3 separate regions of the Zea mays genome follow, and regions 1 and 3 are each linked to region 2. Evidence: chromatin contacts called from public Hi-C data. All regions are on one chromosome and are shown on one strand. Each heading gives the region's core, a stretch centred on a gene start, on an enhancer-like site or on the middle of the called end of the contact. The rest is flanking DNA. Distances are from core to core; before and after follow the strand shown. Region 1 holds the start of LOC542628. Region 2 holds the start of LOC100502430. Region 3 holds the start of LOC100285733.

Evidence for each region. Hi-C and Micro-C count contacts between places; a contact is called where the count stands out from the background.
Region 1: a Hi-C map of leaf shows a contact between it and region 2, with 7 times the contacts expected there. The contact joins the promoter of LOC542628 here to the promoter of LOC100502430 in region 2. A contact is called at or near these places in 2 of 25 Hi-C or Micro-C datasets (ear and leaf).
Region 3: a contact with region 2 is called in a Hi-C map of ear, with 2.9 times the contacts expected there. The contact joins the promoter of LOC100285733 here to the promoter of LOC100502430 in region 2. A contact is called at or near these places in 2 of 25 Hi-C or Micro-C datasets (ear and endosperm).

Annotation. Positions count from the first base shown.
Region 1 is chr1:96,433,144-96,437,677 of Zm-B73-REFERENCE-NAM-5.0, reverse strand. It overlaps LOC542628, which reads right to left and starts at 1,323. Exons shown (of 5, transcript NM_001112154.2): 1 at 891-1,323. The coding sequence starts at 1,041.
Region 2 is chr1:96,166,021-96,170,384 of Zm-B73-REFERENCE-NAM-5.0, reverse strand. It overlaps LOC100502430, which reads right to left and starts at 1,795. Exons shown (of 2, transcript NM_001357792.1): 1 at 1,299-1,795; 2 at 1-320. The coding sequence starts at 1,660. The coding sequence ends at 2.
Region 3 is chr1:95,824,380-95,828,796 of Zm-B73-REFERENCE-NAM-5.0, reverse strand. LOC100285733 reads right to left here and starts at 3,137. Exons shown (of 2, transcript NM_001158624.2): 1 at 2,581-3,137; 2 at 690-1,140. The coding sequence starts at 3,108. The coding sequence ends at 889. It overlaps TRNAS-GCU (transfer RNA serine (anticodon GCU)), which reads left to right and starts at 2,273; the gene lies at 2,273-2,354.

The DNA.
Region 1 (4,534 bases), core at 74-2,573, 270 kb before region 2:
ACATTCTTCAGCAAATAAGATACTATACTATATTACTATCACTCCCTCCGGTCAGAAGTTGACACTTCAGACATCATGGTAGAACTAATTGCAAGTCAGTTTGGTTGTCCAAAAGACCAAAACGTCTACCAATCCAGCCAGAGATAGTATCATAGCTGTTAAAATCACAATCCTTTGGTGTGATTTTACAACTGATGTTAGTTTATTAGGTTGATTCTACGATTCCATTAAGTATAATGTACGATTTTACGACTCTAGCACTTATGATCCTAAGATTTGTGATCCTACTATTGGAGTTACAATCCCATTCTGAATCAAGATATTAGCAACCTCGGATAGTATTCAAGAACAAAAACACAAAGCATTCATGTTCTGATTTTGTGTGATAAATACTTTGTAACCTTTGATCCATCTCATACTTATAAAGCAATCCAAGTCATTTCCAACTAGGCAACTACCTATGTTACAATACAATTTCATCTGTTTCCTCATTATTGGTTTTCAAAGATACCCCAGCTTCTGAACCCAATTCGAGCAAACAGCTCACAAACTGTTCAGTTTTTGGCTCTTTGCTCATTTTTACCAGTTTCTTGGTATATATATTGCTTATATCAACACTTGTTGCAAAAGAACCAGCATAAACAGAAAGCACACGCCATCTTCCGCTTCAGGCAAGTAAAGAGTTTCTCATTTGAAGGGGCCATAAAAATGGAAGCCGCGAAATCTAGTCACAGAACACAAAATTTCAACATAATATTATGCACGAAAAAAGACAGAAAAGTCGCATCTTTCAAACCAAGCATACATTGCGGCAGTTCATCATACACAGTGAGGAAGGTAATAAAAATATGTAAAGAACAACTAAAGTTTGCGAGAGGTCCAGCTCTTACCACCATCAGACACCTCCGCCTTGCCAAGCGATGACGGCAGCTTCCCGGCAGCGAGGCGCTCCCTCTCCTTGGACACGACGCCCCTGGAAGTAGACGGCGACGACCTCTCCAGGTGCTTCTCGAGCGCGTCCTTGATGCGCTTCCGGTCCATCCCTGCGCCGCCGCAGCAGCACCAAACAACCCCGATCCACGTAAGTTGCCGCTGGTTTCTCTCCCCCGATCCTTGCGCGACAGGTTAAGTTATCCGCTGCCGAGAGCCTCGCAGAACGGCGCTTGTTGGCTAGGGTTTGCGCTGGCTGCGCAGGCGGGGGAAACGAGATGGAGAGAGAAAGCGAGAGGACGAGAGGGATTGGAGAGGCGACGAGGCGCAGGGGGAGAGAGAGCGCCCGTGGGCTTGCCGCTTGCGTGAGGTGGGCGGCTGGAATTCGGACAGGTGCCGGGGGTTTGCCGCAAAAAACGGCACCCCAGCTCCTTAGATATTTTACTCTGAGTGCGCGTACGTGTCGGTCGATAAACTCTAAAATAAAATCCTAATATTATAATGCCAGTGAGATGGGACTGTATACAATGGTATTTCATAGTATTGATCGGAAAGAACGAGGTCGTATTCGCAATACATTTAAGCAAAGTAAACCAGTCATATAGACCATTCTTAAAAAATATTAATAATAAATAAATTTAATATCAAAGTGAGCATATTCTCTATAGACCAGATATTAAATTGATAAAAATAAATATTACACTTTATTTTAGTCAAAAGACCGATAAAGATATAAGTTAAAAAATATCTCAATCCCTGTTTTTATAGAGCTCTCTATAGCTCGTCCTCTTTCAGCTAACGCGGTGTTACAATATGTTACAGCTTACTGTCATATTGGGCTTGGTAGCTCCTCATGGTCTATATACGATGTTAACCACTTATAACTCAAGACATTGACTCCATATAAACACACGGTACAAACTGCCGGTTTTAAAGACCATAACATCTTTCTCTGAATATATGCCCTTTTATTTTCTCTTAGACACACGTATTAAACACACAATTCATGGACATATAGAATCATAAAGATGTCTCTGGCTATTGCACAATAATCTGATAGAGAAGAAAATATGCCTCAACAATTATCAAACAGAGACCATGCAGGATTTCATGATGCAACATGCATGAGCCATACATGAGTTGAGCGGTGTCTAATATCGTCTTGCGTCATGCACGATGAGGTAATGAATCAAATGCATCGAATAACAGCCATCCACTATGTATCTGTCGTCCATGTTTTGCATCGAAATGCCACCAACCATCTCTATCTCGTTCTCAACTAGCCTAGCTCTAGCGAAACATTACACACTCAGCTTCGAATGGAGCTACAATAAAATACTCGCCAAGGACCCATCACAAGCGCATGATGGCCTGTAGCTCCTCACTCCTGAGGAAGCACTTCTCCTAGCCCCTAGCAATAACTTGTGATGCTTTGTCTCTCTTCTCCGCCACAGCGCTCGTGCTCATCGTCAACGGCAGCACTACATGCCACGCCGTGCTGCATCTTGCTCAACCCCCCCGTCACTCCTGTCGTCGTCCCAGGCATTACTGTCATGCCAAAGCCGCCGATCGTGCCCGTGGCCACCCTTCCACTGATGCTCGCCATACCGACGGTTCCCGCGGTGGGCGCCGTGCCACAGATCCATGTGGTGCCGAACACCCCCGCGCTGCCCCCTGTGCCGGCTGTAGTAGCCACCGTTGTGCTAAAAGTGACGCTGCCGCCAATGCCCGTCGTCGTGTCGAAGGTTGGCACCTTGCCTTCTGTCGGCGTTTTGATCCCGGGGGGTCCCTGGACCGACGAGTAAATTGTCGCTGCGTGTCCTAGCCCAGATGGGTCGGCGCGAGACGGAACACAAGGGGAAATGATGAGGGGAACCGCGGCCTCGTGTTGTCCTGTGCCCAGGACGGATGCGCTTGCAGTAGGGGGTTACAAGCGTTCACGAGGGAGAGAGAGAGAGAGCTGATGCGTCAACCCGTTCTCCTGCGCGGCCACCTTCTCGTACGAGGGCCCTGGACCTTCCTTTTATAGACGCAAGGAGAGGGTCTAGGTGTACAACGGGGGGTGTAGCAGTGTGCTAATGTGTCTAGTAGAGGGGAGCCAGAGCCCTATGTACATACCGACATGGCTGTTAGAGAGGTGTTGGAGCCCTATTCGTGTGGTGTCGTGGCCGTCGGAGGAGCGCTTGAGCCCTGTAGAAGCACAGTTGTTGGGGCTGACGGGACCTTGATGACGTCCCCTTGCTTCCGTAGGGGGCTGAGAACCGCCGTCGTCATGGAGCATGCGGGGTGCCATCATTACTTGTTTTACCGGGGCGAGCTAGATGGGACGTTGGTCTTGTTCCCCGTAGCCTGAGCTAGCTAGGGGTAGGGTAATGATGTACCCCTCTGCGACGTGGTCAGTCCGAGCCCAAGGTCGGGCGAGGCAGTGACTCCTCCGAGGTTGAGGCTGAGTCCGAGCCCGGGGGTTAGGCGAAGCGGAGACCGTCGTCTGAGGTCGAGGCTGAGTCCGAGCCTGGGGGTCGGGCGAGGCGGAGACCGTCGTCCGAGGTCGAGGTTGAGTCCGAGCCCGGGGGTCGGGCGAGGCGGAGACCGTCGTCCGAGGTCGAGGTTGAGTCCGAGCCCGGGGGTCAGGTGAGGCGGAGACCGTCCTCCGTGATCGAGGTTGAGTCCGAGCCCTAGGGTCGGGCGAGGCGGAGACCGTCCTCCATGGTCGAGGTTGAGTCCGAGCCCTGGGGTTGGGCGAGGCGGAGACCGTTGTCCGAGGTTGAGGTTGAGTCCGAGCCCGGGGGTCGGGCGAGGCGGAGACCGTCGTCCGAGGTCGAGGTTGAGTCCGAGCCCGGGGGTCGGGCGAGGCGGAGACCGTCCTCCATGGTCGAGGTTGAGTCCGAGCCCGGGGGTCGGGCGAGGCGGAGACCATCGTCTGAGGTTGAGGTTGAGTCCGAGCCCTGGGGTCGGGTGAGGCGGAGACCATCTTCCGGAGTCGAGGTTAAGTCCAAGCCCTGGGGTCGGGCGAGGCGGAGACCGTCCTCCGTGGTCGAGGTTGAGTCCGAGCCCGGGGTTCGGGCGAGGCGGAGACCGTTCGTCCGAGGTCGAGGTTGAGTCCGAGCCCTGGGGTCGGGCGAGGCGGAGCTTCCTATGGCGCCCAAGGCTGGACTTGGCTACTGTCAGCCTCACCCTGGAGGGTGGCATAACAGTCGGAGCAGCGCAAGCGACGCTGTTTTCCTGTCAGGTCAGTCAGTGGAGGGGCGAAGTGACTGCGGTCACTTTGGCCTTGTCGACTGGAGAGCGCGTGTCAGGATAAGGTGTCAGGCGATCCTTGCATTGAATGCTACTGCGATCCGGTCGGCTGGCGAGGCGATTTGGCCAAGGTTGCTTCTCCGCGAAGCCTGCCCGAGCTGGGCCTCGGGCGAGTCGAAGGTGCGCCCGTTGCTTGAGGAGGCCCTTGGGCGAGGCGTGAATCTGCCTTGGTCTGCTGTTCCTGCCCAAGGCTGGGCTCGGGCGAGGCGAGATCGTGTCCCTTGAGTGGACGGAGCCTTGACCGGAATTGCGCCCATCAGGCCTTTGCAGCTTTGTGCTGATGGGGGTTACCAGCTGAGATTAGGAG
Region 2 (4,364 bases), core at 546-3,045:
ATCAGACAGTGAGCTGCGGCTGGCTGCTGTGACGGTGGCAGGCTGCGGCGGCTGCTGCGACCGCGGCGGGGTCGTCGTGGCGGTCAGACGTGCCGGCGGCGCCGTAGCAGTAGTGCAGCCTTGGGGGCGCCTCGACGACGGGCGCGGGCGCGTCGTCCAGGTAGGCCATCTCGCTCTGGAGCACGGCGCAGTAGGAGGCGAAGGCGGCGGGCGTGACGTTGAGGTCGAAGGCGATGCCGAACAAGAAGTCCACCTCGAGGTAGTTCATCTCCACCAGGCTGATGCCGCCCACCCGCGCGAAGTAGGCGTTGTTGTAGCATCTGCAGCGCCCACACCACAGCAGGTGAATGAAGCTATAGTACAAAACAAAACAGCAGACCACACACCCTGACATAGGAAGGAGAGTATGAATTCTTTTTTAACAACCAAAAAAAATGGATGGTTCACGCATTCGTCCAGCTGTACGTAGCTTGTTTTTCGAAGGCGATGAAGACAGACAGGGGGTTGGGTAGGACAAGGTGAATGTGCTTTGGTAAGAGTGGTGGTGGATCGGCAGCAGCCAGCAGGCAGGCTGTGTGTGACTGTGTGAGTGTGCTGTGGGCGCGTCATCAGCCTCGGGTTCCACAACTGTCCTTGTGACCAACCCAGTGGCTTGTCTTTGATGCAATGCCAGTTGGAAACTGTGACAGGGAAAAGGTTACCGAGACCGATCTGGGGCCCATGTGTGTATTCCAATTCCAAATCCCATGTGTGACAGTCATGCATGGGAGTGTGCTGCCGATGATCACGCCAAAAGCAAACGAAAACTCCAGTTACCGAATCATGTATTTTCGAAGCCCATCTCATCTATACGACTACCATGACGCTGAACTTCTAGTGTCGATTTTTAACGTCAGCCTGTACTGAACAGTTCTTGGGATCACCACATGTATTACGCACCTCCAGTACTAAATCACGTTTTAATATACTCCTTCCGTTTCTTTTTATTTGTCGCTGTATCCAGCGACAAATAAAAAGAAACGGAGTAGTTACTAGTATTACATGTGAAAAAAAATGTTTTCAGAACAATTTGTTTTTTGAATTCGGAAGCCAGCACTTGCGCGGAATTCAACTTGATGAACCGTAGTTGTGCTGAGATACTGTATGTTTTTATTTTCCATTTCCGTATTTTAGAGTGAAAAGGTGAGCGGAATTCGACTTGAAAATCTACTGTGTTTTTTTTTTGCCTGTAAAATTTTCCATTTATTAAAAGGTGAATGATGGAAGCAGGGAGGGCAGAGCAGCTATATAGCACGCACATGTCGTCGACGAACTTGACGGCGGTGAGGACGGAGGTGATGAGGAGGCGGTGGACGTTGAAGGAGTCGACGGCGAGCGCGGGGCGGCGGCGCAGGAAGCGGTCGAGGTAGATGTAGGCGACGACGTAGCAGGACGGGCTGCAGCCGGCGAAGCGGAAGATGCGCTCCAGGTAGCCGCCGATGGAGATGGCCGGCTTGGTGAGCCCCTGGAACGCCGACAGTACCGGGGGGCCAGCAGCAGCAGCCGGCGGCGGCGCCGCCGCCGCGGCGTCGTTGCGTTCCGCCACGCGCTGCAGCAGCGCCGACAGGATGGAGACCACCCGCGGCACGGCCGCCGCCTCTGCCCCCTCCCCCGTCGTCATGGATGATGGATGGATGGGTGGGTCGATCGGGGTCCGGGGAATGGGCCGAGCGAGTGGCCTGAGTGGAGAGAATTCTTATTGGTCGCTTCAGTTCTCCTTCTTCTTCTTTTATGTTGGTGGTGCTGCCTGCCTTGGGAACTACTTGGGGCTTCGGAGGAAGGAGGAGAGGTGATGGTGGTGGTTATAAAGGGTGGGAGAGGGAAAACGCTAGGAAAGGCCGTCGTAAAAAAGAAAGATTTGAGCTTTGCAAGTTGGCATGATTAGCCTGCCAACCAAGCCATCTCCCCTCCCTCGGTCCCTCCATGTCATGGTCTCATGGATGGAGAGTCACTTTCTTTTCTTTTTATTTTTTTACGTACTGCAGATGGAGCATTTGTCGGCTGCCAGCAGAGAGCGGAGGTACTACTCCACGCTAGTAGTACTAGGTAGTAACGGTGGGTGCAGTAATAAAAAGCCTGGCAGAGCAGGCCCTCTGGTCGATCCGGACGTCAGGTATCCATCCATGGTAGCAAGCTTGGATCGCGTGTCAGGTTTGCCTGCAGGGACGATGGAGTGACGGACAGGTATCGTGGCCTCCACGACGGCCCGGCGCATCCGAAGCTAGCTCTGAAAAACAAATCATCACCCGGCGGCGCATGTCGCTGTTGCAGGAGAGAAGAGAACGGAGACGAACGCATCTGTTATCTGTTACTGTTAGTCTGATCGATGTCTGTTCCCATGTCGTTTCCGCAGCTGTTAGTCTGTTACTGTTAGGTAGGCAGTGACCTCGACGATGCATGCCGCGCGCTCCGGTTCAGCGAGAATTAGGTGCTCCGCAGTAGTTTCGGCGGCCAGCTAGCTAGGTGCGGTGTTTCTGCCAAACATTTTTCCGTGCGCGGCACACCGCCGGGTTCAGTGTTCCGGCCACTCCTAGTACTTCTGTCCCTGATACAAGTGCTTCAGTTCAGAGACGGTGAAAACGTTTTCCTGACGGATTTCGTGCGGAACAGCAGGTCCCAATGCAAGTTGGTCTGTCAGTTACTAGTCAACCCGAGACAGTGTCGGTGTCAGCTTCAGCAGTGACAAAAGACAGTGGATTAAATTTTTTGATAAAATGGCAGCGGGTGAAGAGAGGAGAGAGTGGCAGATACTAACAGCGATAGTATGGCTGTTCGTCAGGGAGAGAGAAAAAAAGAAAGAAAGAATATGATGACATGCCAGTGTGGAGCAGACATCTGGTTGGGTTGGGACGGTCACCACTGGCACTCACGCCGGCGGGACGACACGACAGGCTTGCCCTGGCCGTCATGCCATGCCGCGCAACAGTACGGCGCGTGCATGCAGCAGTAACATGCACGCTGCTCAGCACGTCGCCGGGCTATAGCGTCCACGATCCACGCACGCATGTGGCAGCTGCCTGCCTGCACCATCGCAAGGAACGGACGGACAGAGAGAGAGAGAGAGAGAGTGGATGGATGGAGATGGAACCTAGCTAGCTAAAACACTTGTTAAAGATTACTGAGGAAGAAGAGAAGGAGGAGGAGGAATCTGGCCACAAGAGAGAGCACATGATAGTAGACAGACACCTTGGCACGTTGCTGCTATGCAAATGCAATGCAAGCGCGCTGTGTGTTGGGCTCATGTGTCAGCTCCTCTTCGCTGCCATTGTCTGCTTGCTTGCTTGCTTGCCCCCCCGGGGCCTTTCCGGATTTAATAGCCGATTTTATCGGATCCGTGGTCCACTACTACCACCAGTCCACCACCCCCCCGCGCGCTGCCTGATCCATGTGCCCAGGGACTAGTTTATTTATCGATTCCGTCCCGCCACTAATCAAAGGCCTCCGCTAGCGCTAGTTCCCTTCTCTCACATATACTGTTGCAATTGCGCAAAAGCCGGCAGATGCGCGCTGCATCATATCCTTGCCTGTGCTCAGTGCCTCAGACGCTAGCTAATCATCGATCACATGCAACAAAAGACGTCAGTTGTTTAATTAACTGTGTGCCGTGCTGTTTTTATAAAGATTGCAAAAAGAGCGAGAGAGAGAGAGAGAGAGGAAGTGGAGCAGTGTGTGCATCGCATCGCATGCCACCACGCGAGATCGCGTCTATCTACATGATGTGCCTGACTGCAGCTAGCTAGCGATTATTCAGTTTGCAGCAACACATCACCCTGCTATATCTATCATGAGATGAGCAGAGCAGGAGCTGAAAGGCTGAGGGACAGGCGGACGGACAGCATCTGGTGTCTCGCGTGCGAAAGCCACGCTTATAGTTCTGCTCTGCTCGGTTGATTGGTCGCTTGCCTGTTTTAGCTGGCCGACGGCGATCAGGGCCCAAACTTTACCGCGCGAGAATGCCAATGCCAGCGTGCGTACATGTGGCCGGCGCGACGGGCCGACGGCGAACATGCGGTGGCAATCGGCACGCACAGGTCCTATCTGTCAGACTGTCACCGCAATGGCGTCCTGAGTGAAGCAGCCCACCAGGCAGCAGCCAGCAGGCCGCTTCGTTCGTCGGCTGCTTGGCGCTAGTTGCCAGTGTCCAGCAAGCGACCAACTACGAATACGATTGGCGGTGACAGAGTCCCGCCCAGCGGTTGGGTTGGCGACTGGCGTTGGCGATTATAATATTCCGGCCTCTGCAACCACCAGCGATCCAACCAAAAAAAAAACAACCTAGCCCAACCCAACTATTCTATTCTAGGCCCAATGGGCAGACTGTGTTA
Region 3 (4,417 bases), core at 1,888-4,387, 340 kb after region 2:
TAAAAATGTTGATATTGATATTATGGTTGAGTGTAGAATGTAAATTATAAAAACGTGTGTTTTATTGACTCTCATTTTGCACAATTTTAGCTTATTTTACCAAGGGAAGCCGAGAGAGGCGTACAGGAAACTCATGCTTTATATTAGTCTCTATATATGTATCTTACACACTCAATCTTAGTTTTATGTGTTCGTCGCTAGCTGTATATAGGGGTGATAATAAGCTCTAAGAATTGGATCGGATTAAGATCGGATTATATTTCTATTCAATTTTGAACTAAAATTAACTAAAGGCTCAAACAAATTGTGAAGAAACATTTGAATCGTGATCCATTACCAGTCATAATTGTATGCTGACTGTTAATATACGTGCCCTGCTTTTGAGCGTGTATTGACACTCTAATGCAAATATGCAATATATGTAGGGCTAGTTTAGGAATTCTATTTTTCCAAGGGATTTTCATTTTTCAAAAAAAAAGTTTATTTTCCATTGAAAAATAGAAATCCTTTGGCAAAATAGAGTTCCTAAACTAAGTACTTAGACGGAGAATTTCCCTTCCTCTGTAAAAAAAAGGGTTTGTAGAATATACTATTTTAAAAAAAATATGCCACCATCATCACTGGCAATCCCTGCATCCCATTGTTTCTGCTCTGTAAAATTCGTACGAATTCTACAACAATCTGTTTACGCTTAAATCTCACTCGCACTTGCATGTAATACAATATGGTTTTGTACACGATGATTGGAGTACCATGGTAGTATATAGCTAAACTCTTACAGCCGTTCAATAGTGGCAAAACAAACCTAGGAAAGCAGTATAAAATCTGGCTTTGATGCATCCCTTATTCAGTTACGATTCACACCATGCACGTAGAGGTCCATTTGGCTCATCCGTAGCATCGGATGGGGTCATTGCAGCCCTTGGCTGCAGATTGCCCGAAGCCGAAGCGGCCGCCCTTCTCCAGGTACTGCTGATGGTACTCTTCTGCTCTATAGAACCTCTTCGCTGGAACGATCTCGGTGACGATCTTCCGGTTCAGAAGCTTCTGCTGCTTCTCCAGGGACTCTCTTGCCGCCTTCTCCTGCTCTGGGTTATAGTAGTATATCCCTGACCTATACTGTGTTCCAACATCATTGCCCTACATGCAAGTATGTAGTCAGAAACTTATTCCTGTCAGACATGCTCGAAAGAATTGATTGGCTTAAGCTGATTATCCAGAGACAAATTCAAATGCTAGATCCAAACGCTCAGACATTCAGATTAACACTTAAGAAAAGGTTATCTAGCACAGAAATTGGATGCAGGGGCGGATCTAGAAAAAAAATGCTATTATATCACTGCTAATATAATATGTACGTCATTACTTATTTATAAATGTCATTTTTTTGTTTTTTCTAGATGTTCGTTTAATGCTTTAAGAGATCATTGATGTCACTTGACATCAATACCTATATATTGCATCCACTCCTGGTTGAATGCAGTATTACTGTTAGAAACACATTGATTCAGTATATAGGTTGCTGACACCCTAGAAAGATAGATAAGAAATAGAAACTGCAGCCAATCTCAAGGTCAATCATGCACCACACGCGAAAGGGTCTCTGGCTTAGTTGGTTATGTAGTTTGAGTAACACTCAGGTCCTAAATCCGACTCTCCGTGGGAGCGAATTTTAGGCTACGGTCGAGAAAAATCCCCTCGCCTTAATTGTAATGATTTCAGGCTAAGGATGAAAAAATCCCCTCGTCTTAATTGTAATGCCATGGGGGCGGTCTTAACCCCCCGCAGATCGAGTTTTTTAATCACGCACCACACTACTATTAGCTTAACACAAGGGCTAGAAGTGAAAGCTGAAGTTGAAGGCTTATAGCTCTCCTAGAACTAGTATGGAACACTATTTTCTCAAATTCTAAGTGTCGCTGCAGATTTGCATTCAACTACATATAACAGATCTGGACTCAAGAGAGCCATAGAAGGTTGTCCAATGGCAGTACCTCCTACAGGAAACAGTGCTCACAAGTCATAACCTGGATATCATATTACACATCCACAGCAATCAACAACGATGGCAATCTTAGTTCTATACTTGTAGTGCTACAAGCCTACATCAGTCCTCACTGTACGATCAGGATTAGAATTACTTGGCATTTTCCGTCAATACCCTGCATAAGAACATGAAGTACTCAACTTATGGAACAGGAACTACCTTTGTTCTTGTTCTTCATTAACAAAAAGAGAGTTCAGTGGCAAAGCAACAATATCTATCAGAAACGTCGCTTTGGCCGAGTGGTTAAGGCGTGTGCCTGCTAAGTACATGGGGTTTCCCCGCGAGAGTTCGAATCTCTCAGGCGACGCAGATGTTTTTTTTTTCGCACTCGTCAGTTCGCAACAGAGTTTATTAGATTTGTCCTGCAGTCAGTTCGCAACTGAGTCTATTTGCCCTACTGCGGGCTGCTCCCATCGAACAGCCGAACCTAACGAAAGAGCAGGCTAATTCGGAATCCCCGTAAAATTGTTCTCAAATTCGCATCAAAACCCCCAAAATTTTCTCTCAAAATCAAGCGTCGGGGTATCGCTGACCTGTCGGTTGGGAGTAGTGGGGTCGTGGCGCGCCCAGAAGGTGTCGAGGAGGTCGTCGTACTTGCAGGCGGCCGGGTCGTACTGCACGCGGACGACCTCGTTGTGGTTTGTGGTGCCGGTGCAGACGTCCTCGTAGGTCGGATCGTGGATGTTGCCCTGGCTGTAGCCGACCTCCGTGCGGGTGACTCCCGGCACGCGCTGGAACGCGAGCTCCACGCCCCAGAAGCAGCCGGCGCCGAATTGCGCGAACTCGTTCCCCGGCGCGGGCTGGTCCTCGTCGGGCCCCTGCGCCAGCGCTGCCGACGCCTCCGACGCGCGCGGGCTGCCTCCAAGCCCGCTCAGGCCCAGCTTCCCAAGCCAGCTCATCGCGGGGGGCGGTCGGGTCTTCCTGTGCGGCGCGAGGAAGTGGACCGAGGCGGCGGCGCGCTGGTGGAGGAAGGGGCCGGGGCGGTGGAGAGCGCCGATACAGGAGACGAGGAGAGGGGAGGCGGAGGGGAGGGAGGCGGGTGAGGTGAGGAGCGGAGGCATCGGGGGCGGAGCCGCGGAGGCCTTGTCTTCTCGTTTCCTTTTGTGGCGGCGTGGCCCAGATGCTTCGACTCGACGGCTCGAAGCTTGGTTGGTTGGTTGGTTGGTAGTTGGGTGTTTCCACGTCCACTCCACCCCTGCTCCTTCAGCGTTCTTGTGAATCTGCGATACAGTGAGTGATAGGAAGCCTCACCCTGAATTGCATGGTCTCCATTGCTTGTTCAGTGCAAGAGGGACCTAGCAAGAGCTGTTGGCTTTACGTGTCCGGCCTGCTCTGTATTCACTTCGTTCTAAATTAACCTTCTAATGGAAAATATCTCAAATTTCATCAAAATTATAAAATAATCATAAATATTTATAACATCGAATAGATGTACTTAAAAATATAGTCAATAAAAAAATCTAACGATACTTAGTTGATATGCTAAATGTTAATATTTTGTTATGTATTTGGTGAAACCTTAAGATAACTGACTTCTTAAAAAAGTTAAAATAACTTATAATCTGATACGGAGGGAGTACGTGATAGTTATGATTTTGATTGGTTGATATCCTAATTTTTAGTTGCATGGGCAAGCCAAGCTTTTGGTCCCTATTTGGTTTGTGTGTAAGAATTTGTCACTCTCCCACATTTATCTTTGGTTGGCAAATTTTAAAAGCCAACCAAACATGCATAAAATCTAACAGAATAATCTGCATAAATAGAACAGCTAACGTTCAGGTTCCATAAAAACGAACTGAGAATTTCCGCAAACGAAATTAGGTAACATATATAGTTCTTTAGAATTGCAGATAAGTCTTTTCCAAATATACGGTAACTGAATGAAAGGTTTTTTGGTTTTGAAAACTTTGACGTTGCTGAACTCGTCCAGACCGTACTGGTGTCTGGTGGTATTTGCCTGCGCTTCACCGGGGGAGTGCACATGTGGCTTTGTTCGGATAGTGATAAGAGAAGATTAAGCGATGTGGATTGCCAAGGCGTTGCGACCCTCCGGAACACGCTGCGAAATGGTCTCGTAGACGATACGAGTATGACGTTGACCGATGAAAAGTGGATGTTAATCATAAATTGCGTGTTATCAAACGTCGGAACATGTTGACCTCGTCAAGCCGTCATGCACACACGGATGCGCCAGATGAGATAGGGTGAAAGCTGTGCAATCGTGAAAACTTCATGAAACTACGGATTGCGGAGCTAGGTACACTAACAAAACTTAACTTCCATCCAAAAGAAAATACAGCTAAAAAGGCGGAAATCGCACGCTCGCTGTGCACGGTGCATTAGCCCCAACTCAAATCAGTATACTATACT